Linked DNA regions of Callithrix jacchus: region 2 is linked to region 1. A link is a contact called in public Hi-C data. All regions are on one chromosome and are shown on one strand. Each heading gives the region's core, a stretch centred on a gene start, on an enhancer-like site or on the middle of the called end of the contact. The rest is flanking DNA. Distances are from core to core; before and after follow the strand shown.

Region 1 (7,018 bases), core at 3,461-5,960:
TTCAAGGAACCAGTTCAGATTTTCGTGGCTCTGTTGCTCACTGTCGTATCTTAACCATTGTGTCTGTATTTCTTGAACTGTCTGTTTGACCGACTGTTTTTACTTGACTGGGTGTTTTCCTCTGGGTGTTTGTATTAGTATGTGGGTGGCAGCTTGGGAAACAGAGAGCCTCCTGTAGTGGTCCCAGTTATTAGGGAGGCTGGAGCAAGAGGATCGCCTGAGCCGAGGAGTTCAAGGCTGCAGTGGCTGCACCCCAGTCTGGGCAACAGAGCAAGACCTGGTCTCTTAAAAAATAAAATAATACATCTTAAAAAGGAAACATGCAAGGTCATGTTCTTAATGCTTTTGCCCTCAAAGTGAATGAGAGTATGGCTCTGTATAGAATTCTAGGGTCATAATCCTTTTAACTGAAACTAATATCGCTCTATTCTTTTCCTTTATTTACTTACATTCTTCCCAGTACAGTATCTCAAAGTTTGAAGTGTTCAGGCAGTGTTTCTCAGTGGTAGTAATGTGTAGGATTGCCTCTGCTGTATTAACTGATTACCTTCAGGGAGGGAAGTAGGACGGAGGAAATGGAATATATGTATTTCCTAACTTAGGACCTTTGGCATACTTTTGTTCTGATAATCATAATCTAGGGTCCTGCTAATTCCCTAGATTATGATTTTCAAGTAGTTCAGCTACTGGCCCCACAAACCCATATTTTTAAGATAATCCTGGCTTTCTGGATCTGCCGTTGTTTGCCTAAATATTTTTGGTTCTGATGGGGGAAAAACATGAAAAACTCAATTTGTACATTAGCTAATTAATGATCTGATAAGGAACCCTCATAAAAATAACAGAGTGTACATTGACTGATGGTAAAATCATCTTGGTCCCCTCTCCTCACGCCTCTGACATACTTGTTACTTTGTTTTACAGGAATGGCAGGTTTTGCAGCCATTGTTGCCTATGGGTTATACAAACTGAAGAGCCGGGGAAATACTAAAATGTCTGTTCATCTGATCCACATGCGCGTGGCAGCCCAGGGCTTTGTTGTAGGAGCAATGACTATTGGTAGGTTCCTATAGGAAATTTTCAGATTCTTTTTCCCCATTCAGGTATTTCTTTACAAACAAGACAAGTAAATATTTTTAGCAGTTTGAGAATATCACTTATATTCGGTAAAAATGAATTAATGAAAAGAATTCAAGTAGTGACATAGTAGTTTTTCTGTTATATTCTACTACAATTTTAAAGAAAGAAAAAAATAATCCTGTCAGTCACTGAGTTTATAATTTTATTGACAAGTCTAGACATGTAAGGGGGTTGGTAGTAACACGTTATCTGGTAGAGACGTAAGTTGCTATTTTATAGTGTTTTTAAAGAAAAGATTTAAAGTGCAGGTGTTATATGCTCCTATTGGCGTTATAATTCCTTGACTTCATTTGCATTGGTGGAGCAAGAGTGACTCCTTTCAGAGTTACCAGGTAAATGTCGATTGCTCTTTAAAGGAAATATTGCAACATGTGAAATAGTCATACCAGCCCTTTGCTGCTTGGGAAACTACTGTATCTAAAAAGAGTTTTAGAAGCTACATTGTTTAAAAAGGCAAGAGTATGAGCTTCCTGGGGTCTTACTCCCCTTGTAAATATTCCATGCTAAGCAATTGTGCTACTTTCAGCTATTTTATGAACTGGTTTTTATTTTTCAGTATTTAAGAAGATATTGAAATGTTTAACTAGCGTTCTTCTTCTTTAGGTATGGGCTATTCCATGTATCGGGAATACTGGGCAAAACCGAAGCCTTAGAAGAAGAGACGCTGTCTTGGGCTCGCTGGAGGAGCTCACTTTGGTTAGACATCTCTATTGAAGTTACGTATTGTTGAAAATAAACTAATTTGTATGGGTTTAGATGGTGAAATGGCATTTTGAATACTGACTTCCTTTCTTGCAGGCTTGATTTGCCTGGTGTGACCGCATAACTAGTGGCTAGTTTACTAACTAGGTCATTCAAGGAAGTCAGGTTAACTTGAAAGAAGCATGTCACCTAAATGCACTTGATGATGTTGAAATGTCCACCTTCTTAAACTGTTCAGCTCAACTTAGTTCTAAAGAAAATAACAGGCCACCCCTGAAGGACTCCCAGTTTGCTGCAGAATCTCAGATGTTTTGGAGGTTATATAAGAGTCCTGTTTGCCCCAGTTAATTTAACCTTTTTCTGCCTGTTGTGTGGACAGGCTGGCCCTTTTAGAACTCTGTCCAAAAAGTTCATGGAATGTAACTTGTAAAGCTTCCCACAGCCTACAAGACGTATATGTGCATGTGTTTAAACCAAATGTAGAAAGCTTACAGGAGAGCCGCATGACAGTAGTATTTATTAAAGAATCTCAGTTGTAAACATGAGAATAATTTATGGATTCTAGTTTAGTTCTTGTGTAACTGCGAATTATATTTTTGCTGCTGTTATATTAGAATAAATTTTAAATGTCATCTTGAAATAGAAATAGGTATTTTTAGCACTCATAGCAAAGGTAAATGAACACTTTTTAAATGTGTGCATTGCTTATCTTTTCCATAAGAATTGTAAACATTAAACTGAAGAAATGACTATAATGGGTTTGATTAATGACTTACGAGCAAGCTGGTTTGGCCAGACAGTACACCCAAACTTTTCTGTAGTGCAGAGTGCTGTTCCACTTGTCTGAACTGAATTTACATTCCATCATGACATGGCACATGTATTATTAAAGGAAGCGACCCATGCCCGCTGTCTTACTTATTTCACGAAGGAGAAGCTCTCTGTAGAGGAACAAACTGGAGAACAGGTTTCAGGAAATGGTCTTTTTGTTGTTGTTCACCACTTTAATCATCTGCTTTCTGTTCCGACCATTTGAAAAATATTCTATATGGTGTATTTCCTTTCTTTTGTGGGTAATTTTTGTTCTTTTGATTATCCATATAATTTGTTTTTTGAGATGGAGTTTTGCTCTGTTGTCCAGGCTGGAGTGCTGTGGCACGATCTGAGCTCACTGAAACCTCCACACCCCACCCCGGGTCCAAGCGATTCTCCCGCCTTAGCCTTCTGAGTAGCTTTGGCCTGGCTGATTTTTGTATTTTGGTAGAGACAAGATTTCACCATGTTGGCCAGGCTGGTCTTGAACTCCTGACCTCAGGTGATACACCTGCCTTGGCCTCCCAAAGTGTTAGGATTACGGGCGTGAGCCACTGTGCCTGGCTGATTATCCATATAATTATAGCACTCTATTTATTTTCAGTCACTAATAATTCCTTATGAGCAGTATTTAAGTCTAGCATATTTCTTCTTTCCCTCCTCCTCTACTAACCAATTCTAGTCAATAAGGTTATTGGACTTTACTCTTGTACTTTTTTTTTTTTTTTTTTTGAGACAGAGTCTCGTTTTATTGCTCAGGCTGAATTACAATGGCATGATCTCAGCTCACGGCAACCTCCACCTCCTCACTTCAATTTATTCTCATGCCTTAGTCTCCTGAGTAGCTAGGATTACAGGCATGCGCCCCCATGCTGGGCTAATTTTTGTATTTTTTGTAAAGGCAAAGTTTTACCATGTTTGCCAGGACGGTCTTGAACTCCTGGCTTCAAATGATCTGTCTGCCTCAGCCTCCCAAAGTGCTGGAAATAAAGGTGTGATTCACCACGACTGACCCACTTGTATACTGTTAAATGTCATTATACTTCTCTGACTTGTCAGCTTAGCTTTGACTTGCTCTGTTGCCCGTCTGCCATGCTCTCAGTGAACTTCCACTTTCTTTTCCCTTCCTCTCAATTTTTGTTGTATCATCTCTACATTGTGAGGACATATAATATTTACATTCTGTTCTGTCATCCTCACATTTTTTAGTTTCACAGTTTAAATATATTTGAAATTCAAAGATTCCCAGTAATCTCTCAGTCAGCTGAAATTAATGATTTAATAATTTCCTCAAGAAAGACTCATGGAATAATTTTCCTAAATTTTTGTCATGTCAAATATGTTAGTCTCTAGCCCGTACAGTAAACAAAATTTAGCTAGATGTACAATTCTCAGTTTACGTTTTTCTTTGGAATATTGAAGTGTTGCTTTAGAGAAGCTTAAAGTCATGACATTTTTCTTATATAAGTGATTTGATTTTTTGCTTGGCTGCTCAAATTCTTCCTTTATCAAGTCCAATAACTAACAGGTCTTGGTATTTACCTTTCACTACATTTTCAGAAAACTTTCATTCTAACAGATGGGTACTCTACTGGTTTTGTTTAAATAACAAATTTGAGAGTCATTGATCTAGACAAATGGCAGAAGATGGGGGAGAAATACAAGTGAAGGGTTAAGATAGTAATGAGATTACATGAGATATGTGTGAGATTGCTTGCCTGAAGAGATTGGTATATTAGCTGGTTCAGGTGGATGAGGTACTATTTTATATTGAATGAGACCTGGGTTCATGGTTCTGCCACTCCTAAGCAAGCACCCAGGGTTTTCATCTGTAAAATGGGGACAGCATCATTTTACATTTACGGGATTAAATAAAATACTGTAAAGGACTTAGCATAGCACCCAGTGCATTAGTAAGCTCAATAGATGGTTGCTGTTTCCATTGTTACTGCAGTAACTGGGAATGCAGCAGAACAGGAGACACGTGAGCCTTGCCTTCAGAATTTATAGTCTAGCAGGGAAGGCTGGCATTAAATAAGTGATTACCATCGTAGGGGCCAAGGGAAGTCTTTCCCTTCACCCTCTGAAGGTTTACTGAAAAATCAACTGGCAAAAGGCAGATTAATAAGGCATGGAATTATTTTAATGTGTGTATCATGGGGGAATGGCAGAATGATTACTCAGTAACCCAAGAGGATACATGTTTATACCCTTCATCATAGGGGAAGTGGAGATGGAGGAAATGTGGCAATCCGAGGGACAATCAATTATTTTTAGGGACCTAGAGAACAGGATGGCCTAAGACAAAGTCTGTTTGGCCCACAGAGCAGGTAACAGTTTGTGACAAGTCTGTCCACGTATGTTGACAGATTTTTGTCTCTTCCTGCCATGAGTTAAATTAATGGGAACTCCATGCTGGGTGAGGTGGCTCAGACACCTGTAATCCCAGTCCTTCTGGACGCCCAGGCAGGCGGATCTCTTGAGGTCAGGAGTTTGAGACCAGCCTGGCCAACATGGCAAAACCCCCTCTCTACTAAAAAAAATACAAAAATTACCTGGTCGTGGTGACATGCACCTATAGTCCCAGCTACTCAGGAGTCTGAGGTGGGAGAATCACTTGAACCCAGGAGATCGCGCCACTGCACTCCAGTTTGGGCAACAGAGCGAGACTCTGTCTCAAAAAGAAAAAAACAAACCCTCGGGGAAAGGACCAGGGGTAATTTTTTTTCCCCTTTGGCAGGTCTAGACTTCAAGCAGATAAGGGAGCTTCAAAGAACAGCTTCTTGGTGGGGAGGGAGTAGGAGGTCAGAGAGACCTTGAGGCTGCATCTTCATTCAGTCCAGCATGTCAAAACGTCCTATTCTGGGGTGTTCATTTCTGAGTCCCAGCGCAATAAAGTATGATGAATACTAGGTATAGGATGCAACAGGAACGCCCAGCTGGGGACCTGACCCAGGGCTGGGCTCGGACAAAATCTCCCTGAGGAAACGATGTTCTGCTTTAGGAGATAGTACGTTGGTTTTGCACTGAGAGTGAGAGTCCGTGGCTTAATGTTGGAGGTTACTGGAGTGTTGACGTGTGTGATTGCTTCCATGCCTCTCCTCCAGTTGTCTGAGGGCATGATGGCCTTTCTTATCCAAAGCACCTGGCACACAGAAGTGTTCAGTGTTTCTTAAATTAACTACGAGTAGAATAAGAAGGGTTGAGGCTTCTACATTGAGGATCCTACTGTCCCTAGAAGGTGCTATTTCTAGTTAATGAACAACAGTGACCTCTGGTGGTAAGAGTTGGAATTTGACTCCATACTTAAAATCCCCCTAAATAAACTCAACTTCGGAATCACAGACAGATTTTTGGAGTGGAAGGAGTGTTGTTAATGTAGGCCATGCTTCTTGCCTCACAGATGAAAAACTGCTGCTCAGTTTCAGGGACCTGAAGTTTAGGCTGTCTACCCATGTAAATCTATAGTTCATCACATCATAGCTACCAGACCAGAACAACACTGAGTGAATATCAAGTATTTTAAAGTTCTCGTGTCATAGTGGAGATTCAGGTATTATTTAGACACTTGGTTCCATTTGCAAGCTGTTTGACTAGAATAGGGACATTTGGGAGAGGCAGCTGAGACATGCACCCTGCCTGGTTTGCAACTTTATCAGTGAATGATTTATCTGACATGAGTTCATGGAAGAGCCCACACTGCTCATGAATCTAGTTGCCTTCTTAGAGAAAAGAGAGCCTACTTTCGCCTTAGTCATTGTATGAAGCAAAAGAAAGAATTTTTTTAGCAAGACAAAAGTTAGAAAAATTTCCCCTAAATTCAGTCGTAATGAGTGAGTCGAGGGCGGAGGCCAGTGTGCAGTTGGTCCCTTCGGAGGAAGCTAGGAACAGGTCCCTGCTGCAGTATTTGGAGCTTCTTACAACGTTGGTGTTAGGTCTTTTCCTATCCTGAATGTAATTCTGAAGTGTTAGAGACTGAATAAAATTTTGCCATCACACCTTTGAGTCATGGTCCTTACCTAGTCTCAGCTTGTCTACAACCACAGCTGTTGTCTGCCCCATGGCGCCCCTTCTACCTCACTCATTTCTGTCAACGATGACCCCCTGAGCTCAAACCTTCTGGCCTCAAGTGGTCTTCCCACCACAGAAGCCCAAGAAGTTGGACTACAGGTGTGGGCCAGCACGCCCAGCGGATACTTGTGTTTTTTGTAGAGACTGGATTTCACCATGGTGGGCAGGGTGGTCTCCACCTCCTGAGCTCAAGCAATCCTCCTGCCTCAGTCTCCCAAAGTGCTGGGATTACAGGCATGAGCCACTGCACCTGGCCTAGGTATGTATTTTTTAATTGAGACTGGGTCTTGCT
Region 2 (6,180 bases), core at 938-3,437, 42 kb before region 1:
CAGACCTCTGACTCCATCTGGCCACAGTGAGAGTTTCTGTTTCTCTTTTTCTTTACTTCTCTCTCTTCTTTTTTTTTTTTTTTTTTTTTTTTTGCCCTAAGTATTTCAGGAAAGTATAGTCCCAGGATCACTCTCAGAAAACCACAGATTCTTAGTCATTTCTGGTACACGAATCCCAAATCATACAGAAAAGGACCAAAATTAACTGACTTGGGGAGGTTGGCGTTCCCTTCCTCGTGCAGACAGGAGCATCCACAGAACACCTATCTCGCCCAGGGAATATAGAGCACACCTGTTCTGAGGGGTCTGGGAAGAGAGGGATAAAAGGGCGGCCATGCCCTCCAAACAACAGATGCGGTTTCTGATGCTTGCCTGAAGCTGCAAAGCCTTTCTGAAAAGAAGGGTGGGGGGAAGGCAGGACTTAGACCACAGCACCAGGAGAGGACGGCAGGGAGGGGGACTGACAAGAAAGACACTACAGTTGGTCTTTGAAGTTGGTGACAAAAAAAAAAAAAAGACACTACAGGATTTCACCAGGTGGGAGCTTCTGTCCTGCACTACACCGCATCTCCTCTTGGAGTCACTATTGCTCCATATCTTGTTCACTATGCCAAATGTAGGGGCGGGGACAGACAAAATTTTAAAACAAGATTTTGCCACGTTTAGGGGTTGTACTGCATAATGAGGGAAGAGGAAAAAGCGTTTATCAATCAAAGGCCGGGCGTGGGGTTCATGCTTGTAATCCCAGCACTTTGGGAAACTGAGGCAGGCAGATCACTTGAGACCAGGAGTTTAAGACCAACCTGGCCAACGTGGTGAAACCCCGTCTCTTAATAAAAAAATTAATTAATTAAAAATAAATAAATAGGCCGGGCACGGTGGCTCACACCTGTAATCCCAGCACTTTGGGAGGCTGAGGCGGGTGGATCATGAGGTCAAAAGATCGAGACCATCCTAGTCAACATGGTGAAACCCCGTCTCTACTAAAGATATAAAAAATTAGCTGGGCCTGGTGGTGTGTGCCTGTAATCCCAGCTACTCAGGAGGCCGAGGCAGGAGAATTGCCTGAACCCAGGAGGCGGAGGTTGCGGTGAGCCGAGACCGCGCCATTGCACTCCACCCTGGGTAAGAAGAGCGAAACTCCGTCTCAAGAAAAAAATAAAAATAAATAAATAAATAAATAAGAAGTGCTAATAAATCAGAGGCTAAGCAGCAGCACCCTCCGATTCCTAAGACATACTCCCTTTGATACAGGAGTAGTCTAAGACCCCTCTGCCACATGGCCATGGGAAGAACAAAGTCTGGGGTATTTGGCAGGAAAGAGGAAGCCTCATCACATCCAGGAAAGGAGATACTAACCCTCTTTTTTTGTGTGTGTGTGACGGAGTTTCGCTCTTGTTACCCAGGCTGGAGTGCAATGGTGCGATCTCGGCTCACCACAACCTCCACCTCCTGGGTTCAGGCAATTCTCCTGCCTCAGTCTCCTGAGTAGCTGGGATTACAGGCACGCACCACCATGCCCAGCTAATTTTTGTATTTTTAGTAGAGACGGGGTTTCACCATGTTGACCAGGATGGTCTCGATCTATTGACCTTGTGATCCACCTGCCTCGACCTCCCAAAGTGCTGGGATTACAAGCCTGAGCCACCGCGCCCAGCCCCTAACCCTCTTATAAGGGGTATTTGAAAGGAGGTATTGAAAACAAGTTCCAATATTTGTTTAGTAAATATTAGAGAGTTGTGAAAGAATCACAATGTTTGTCACTTCAGTGTTTAAGTTTCAGAATATGAGATCTGAAACTGAATTTTGGGGGCTGATTTTCTTTTGAGAACAGGATCAAGGAGGATGACCTGCCGCGCCTAACTCTTCCTGCCTCCACACGTGTATCCCAGGGTGCCCTTTGCAGTCACGGTACAGCCCCTTCAAGTTTTCCCACATCCTGTTTTGTGTCTCACTTGCCTCTCAGTTGGCATGACGAGGTGAAGACTGAGCGAGTTAAGTCTCGTGGTAGAGGGCAGAGTGCAGATGCAAGGGGTCAAGCGGTCCCCCTCCTCTTCCCAACTGTGAAACCCGTGTGCCACAGGAAGAAGGGCAAGCCCCACTCCTCTCTAGGCCACAGGGTCCCTATTATAACATTAGAGAGGGCACAGCTGCAGGGTCCCGTCAGAAAAGTCGCAGGAGGATCCAGCGGAGGGAGCCCGAATGTGTGGGAAAGGTGACGGGAATGAGCGGCAGAGCCAAGAGCCACCGGCCTGATGTCCTGGTAGGAACTGGGGAAGCGACACAGCCCTCATCCCTGGCCTAACACTCCCCCCTGATCTTGGGAAGAGAATTCACAATGGGTCAGAGGCGGTTCACCTTTGTCACTAGCTCAGTAGGGGCTACTGCCTGGAGCAGAGTCATGTGGGTAATTTGCACGCAGTGAGCTGACATTGTTTGGAAGTTAACACACCCATGCTGACCCATGAACAGCAATTTTCCCGTGCCACGCCTCTACCAAAGTCCAGGTTTGCCGCCTTCTGGCACTTGGCATTGATGAAATGTGCATCTGACACATTCCAACCTCCGTGGCCTTTTACTCACCCTCGTTTTCTTCTCCCCTTCTCTCCACCCGAAGAACGCCCACTCTTCCACCCAGCTCAAGCCCACCCTATACCAGGACACTTGCTGTTCCTTTTCTAATTCTTTAATTCCTTCCAACGTCAGATGGCTTGATGCTCCCCTCCCCCAGGAGTGTTTTGCCCTAAACTGACCGTGAAAGCTGAGCGTGACGGTTGTGGTAAAGCTGTCACTCATTTAGTCCACTAATCCATACAACTCTGGGCCTGCTCTTGCATTATCCTCCTGTTTTATTTCATGTGTGCCGCCAGAATTGCAGGTATTGTACTTCATATGATTCTATTTTCAGAGGTTACTAAACAGTTTGCAATCTGTCTTGATAGCCTTATCACACTGTATTCTTGACAAGAATCCCCTGATTAGCCCCCAAAATCATCAGTCTTTGTCCTGAATTACACAGAATAAAGTATCTAACTAGGATGTGAGATGAATTCATCTCTCCAAATCTCACACCCTCAGATCTTCCCAGAACATTCACATACAGGTGGGCACTAGGAGAATAATATGTCTCAGAAAACACTCCTTTTAGTGCCCCTTAAAATAACGTGTTGCCCCTGGCTGGGCATGCCTGCTCACACCTGTAATCCAAGCACTTTGGAGGCCAAGGTGGGCGGATCACCTGAGGTCGGGAGTTCAAGACCAGCCTGACCAACATGGTGAAACCCCATCTTTAAAAAAAAAAAGAAAACTACAATACCAAGAGGGCATTAAAAAAAAAAAAACTAGACAAGTTGATTCTAAAATTGATGTGGATCTGCAAGAGCTAGAATAGTCAAAGCAATCCTGGAAAAGAAAAACAAAGTGAATAATGTATACTACACAATTTCAAGACTTTCTACAGCATTATAATGATCAATATGATGTGGTATGAATTTAACAAAAGACAAATCAATTGAAATGACCAGACTCCAGAAATAGCCCCTAGCATGTACGCTCAATTGATAACCAACAAAAATGGCAAAAATAACTCAGTGACAGAGAGTCTTATTAACACAGAGTGCTAGAACTGGGTATGTGTATGGAAAAAAATACCCATTGATTTTAACTTTATCCCACACACTAAAATAAGTCTAAATGAATCACAGACCTAAACGTAACTAGAAAATTTCTAGAAGGAGAAAAGAATCACAACCTTGGGACAGATTTCTTAGGACACAAAAAATACCACTTTAAAAAAAAAAACCTGTTAAGCTGGAAGTAATCAAAATTTAAAATTTCTGCTTTTTAAAAGAAACTGTTAAGAAAAAGAAAAGGCAGGCCAGGTGCAGTGGCTCATGCCTGTAATCCCAGCACTTTGGGAGGATGAGGCAGGAGACTGCTTGAGCCCAGGAGTTTGAGACCAGCCTGGGCAACATTGTGAGATCCTGTCTCTACAAAAAATAAAAACATCAGCTGGGTAAAAATACATAAATAAATAAGGTGTTGCCACTTTCAGAGGCTGCATTGTGGAAGAAAGGAAGGGGAGGAAAGAAGTGACCTTCTTATGGTCACTTGATCTGACTTTCCTTATCTGAAATCAAAATACAATACAAGCTGGCCAGGCGTGGTGGCTCATGCCTGTAATCCCAACACTTCGGGAGGCTGAGGCAGGTAGATCACCTGAGGTCAGGAGTTTGAGACTAGCCTGGCCAACATGGTGAAACCCCCTCTCTACTAAAAAATACACAAATCAGCTGGGTGTGGTGGTGGGCACCTGTAGTCCCACCTACTTGGGAGGCTGGGGCAGGTGAATCCCTTGAACCAGGGAGGCGGAGGTTGCAGTGAACAGAGATTGCACCACTGCCCTCCAACTGCAGCCTGGGTGACAAAGCAAGACAAAGAAGGTGGGGAGGGGAGGGGAGGGAGGGGAAGCCAGGCGGGGCGCAGTGGCTCACACCTGTAATCCCAGCACTTTGTGGGGGCCGAGGTGGGCAGATCACGAGGTCAAGAGATCGAGACCATCCTGGCCAACATGGTGAAAACCTGTCTCTACAAAAAATAAAAATTAAAAAAATACAAAAATTAGCTGGGTGTGGTGGTGTGTGCCTGTAATCCCAGCTACTCAGGAGGCTGAGGCAGGAGAATTGCTTGAACCCAGGAGGCGGAAATTGCAGTGAGCCGAGATTGTGCCACTGCACTCCAGCCTGGTGCCTGGTGACAGAGCAGGACTCTCTCAAAAAAAAAAAAAAAAAACAAAAAAAAGGAGAGAAGAAAGAGAGAAAAAGGAAAAAATACATATATATAATGCAAGCATTCTTTAACCTATTCCCCCTGGAATTAGTTTATGACTAGAGCTCTTTCCTTTCCCTGTTGGCTTGACACATGATTTTTCAGGCTTACGGTGGCTTTTATGGAGAAGATTGAAGGGCGTAGGGTGGCTGAAGGCCGATTCATTTTTCCAGCTCTGCCCAAAGTTGGCAAGCAACTGCTGTGAAGCCCTGAATGGGGGTGTGGGGGCATCTCCCTGTGGGCGAGAGTGCATTTCATTAGAAATTTCATTAGTATGCAATACCACTGATTTGATAAAAAAGAGGAAAAAAGGAAATTTCATTCGTAATCAAAAAATGTTCCCCCCCCCACAAAAAGAAAACAACAAAAAAAAGTCCCACAAATAAAGTCCAGGACCAGATGACTTCACCGGTAAATTCTACCAAAAGTTTAAAGAATTACCATTAGGCCAGGCGCGGTGGCTCACGCCTGTAATCCCAGCACTTTGGGACGCCAAGGCGGGCGGATCACAAGGTCAAGAGATAGAGATCATCCTGGCCAACATGGTGAAACCCCATCTCTATTATTAAAAAAAAAAAAAAAAAATTACCATTAATCCCTCAAACTTTTTCAAAAAACAGAAGGGGAAGAAGCATTTCCCAACTCATTCTGTGAGTCCAGTATTGCTCTGATGCAAAACCCTACAAAGACATCACAGGAAAACTACACCCCAATACCCCTTATGGACTGTACGGATACACGGACACACGCAACTCCCAAGACAATCTACTGGCAAACGAAATCCAGCTGCAGATGTAACGGGTTATACACCGTGAATAGCTGAGCCGTTTGCCAGCATGCAAGGTGGAACCGTTCGACATGCAAAACTCAAACAGTGTAAGGCACTGTATGAAAAGAACAAAGATCATGCAATACTGGGAGTGGTTTTTTGTTTGTTTTTGTTTTTGATAGACTCCCCAGGGAGTAGGTTTTTTTAATGAAAAAATAATAATAAAGAAAAGAATAAAGGACAAACACAACATGATCATCTTAACAGATGCAGAAAGAACATCTGATAACCTTCAGCAAACTTTTCTGATAAAAAAACATTCAGTAAACTAAGGAACATCCTCAAGCTGATTAAGGGTATCTACAAAAAACAAAACAAAACCAAACCCACAGCTAACATCACACTTAATGGGAAAAGACTGAAAGCTTCCACCTACCAACCTCAGATCACAACAAAACAAAGATGTCCACTCTCACCATTTTATCGCACTGGCACTTCTAGTCAGAGCAGTTGTGCAAGAAAGAAGTAAAAAGCATTTGCACTGGAAAGGAAGCAGTGAAATTATCTGTATTGGCAGATTACAT

What was found. Hi-C and Micro-C count contacts between places; a contact is called where the count stands out from the background.
Region 2: a Hi-C map of skeletal muscle shows a contact between it and region 1, with 18 times the contacts expected there. The contact joins two enhancer-like sites. A contact is called at or near these places in 3 of 3 Hi-C or Micro-C datasets (induced pluripotent stem cells and skeletal muscle).

What each region holds. Positions count from the first base shown.
Region 1 is chr17:80,541,498-80,548,515 of calJac240_pri, reverse strand. It overlaps HIGD1A (HIG1 hypoxia inducible domain family member 1A), which reads left to right. Exons shown (of 4, transcript XM_008984107.6): 3 at 925-1,059; 4 at 1,744-2,592. The coding sequence ends at 1,793. Among named protein-coding and RNA genes, the nearest start is that of CCDC13, 9.8 kb to the right of the region's middle. Within about 2 kb of position 4,710, at least 2 of the 16 cell types and tissues checked have an H3K27ac peak or open chromatin away from gene starts, as enhancers often do.
Region 2 is chr17:80,581,383-80,587,562 of calJac240_pri, reverse strand. No RefSeq gene overlaps it. Among named protein-coding and RNA genes, the nearest start is that of HIGD1A, 23 kb to the right of the region's middle. Within about 2 kb of position 2,187, at least 5 of the 16 cell types and tissues checked have an H3K27ac peak or open chromatin away from gene starts, as enhancers often do.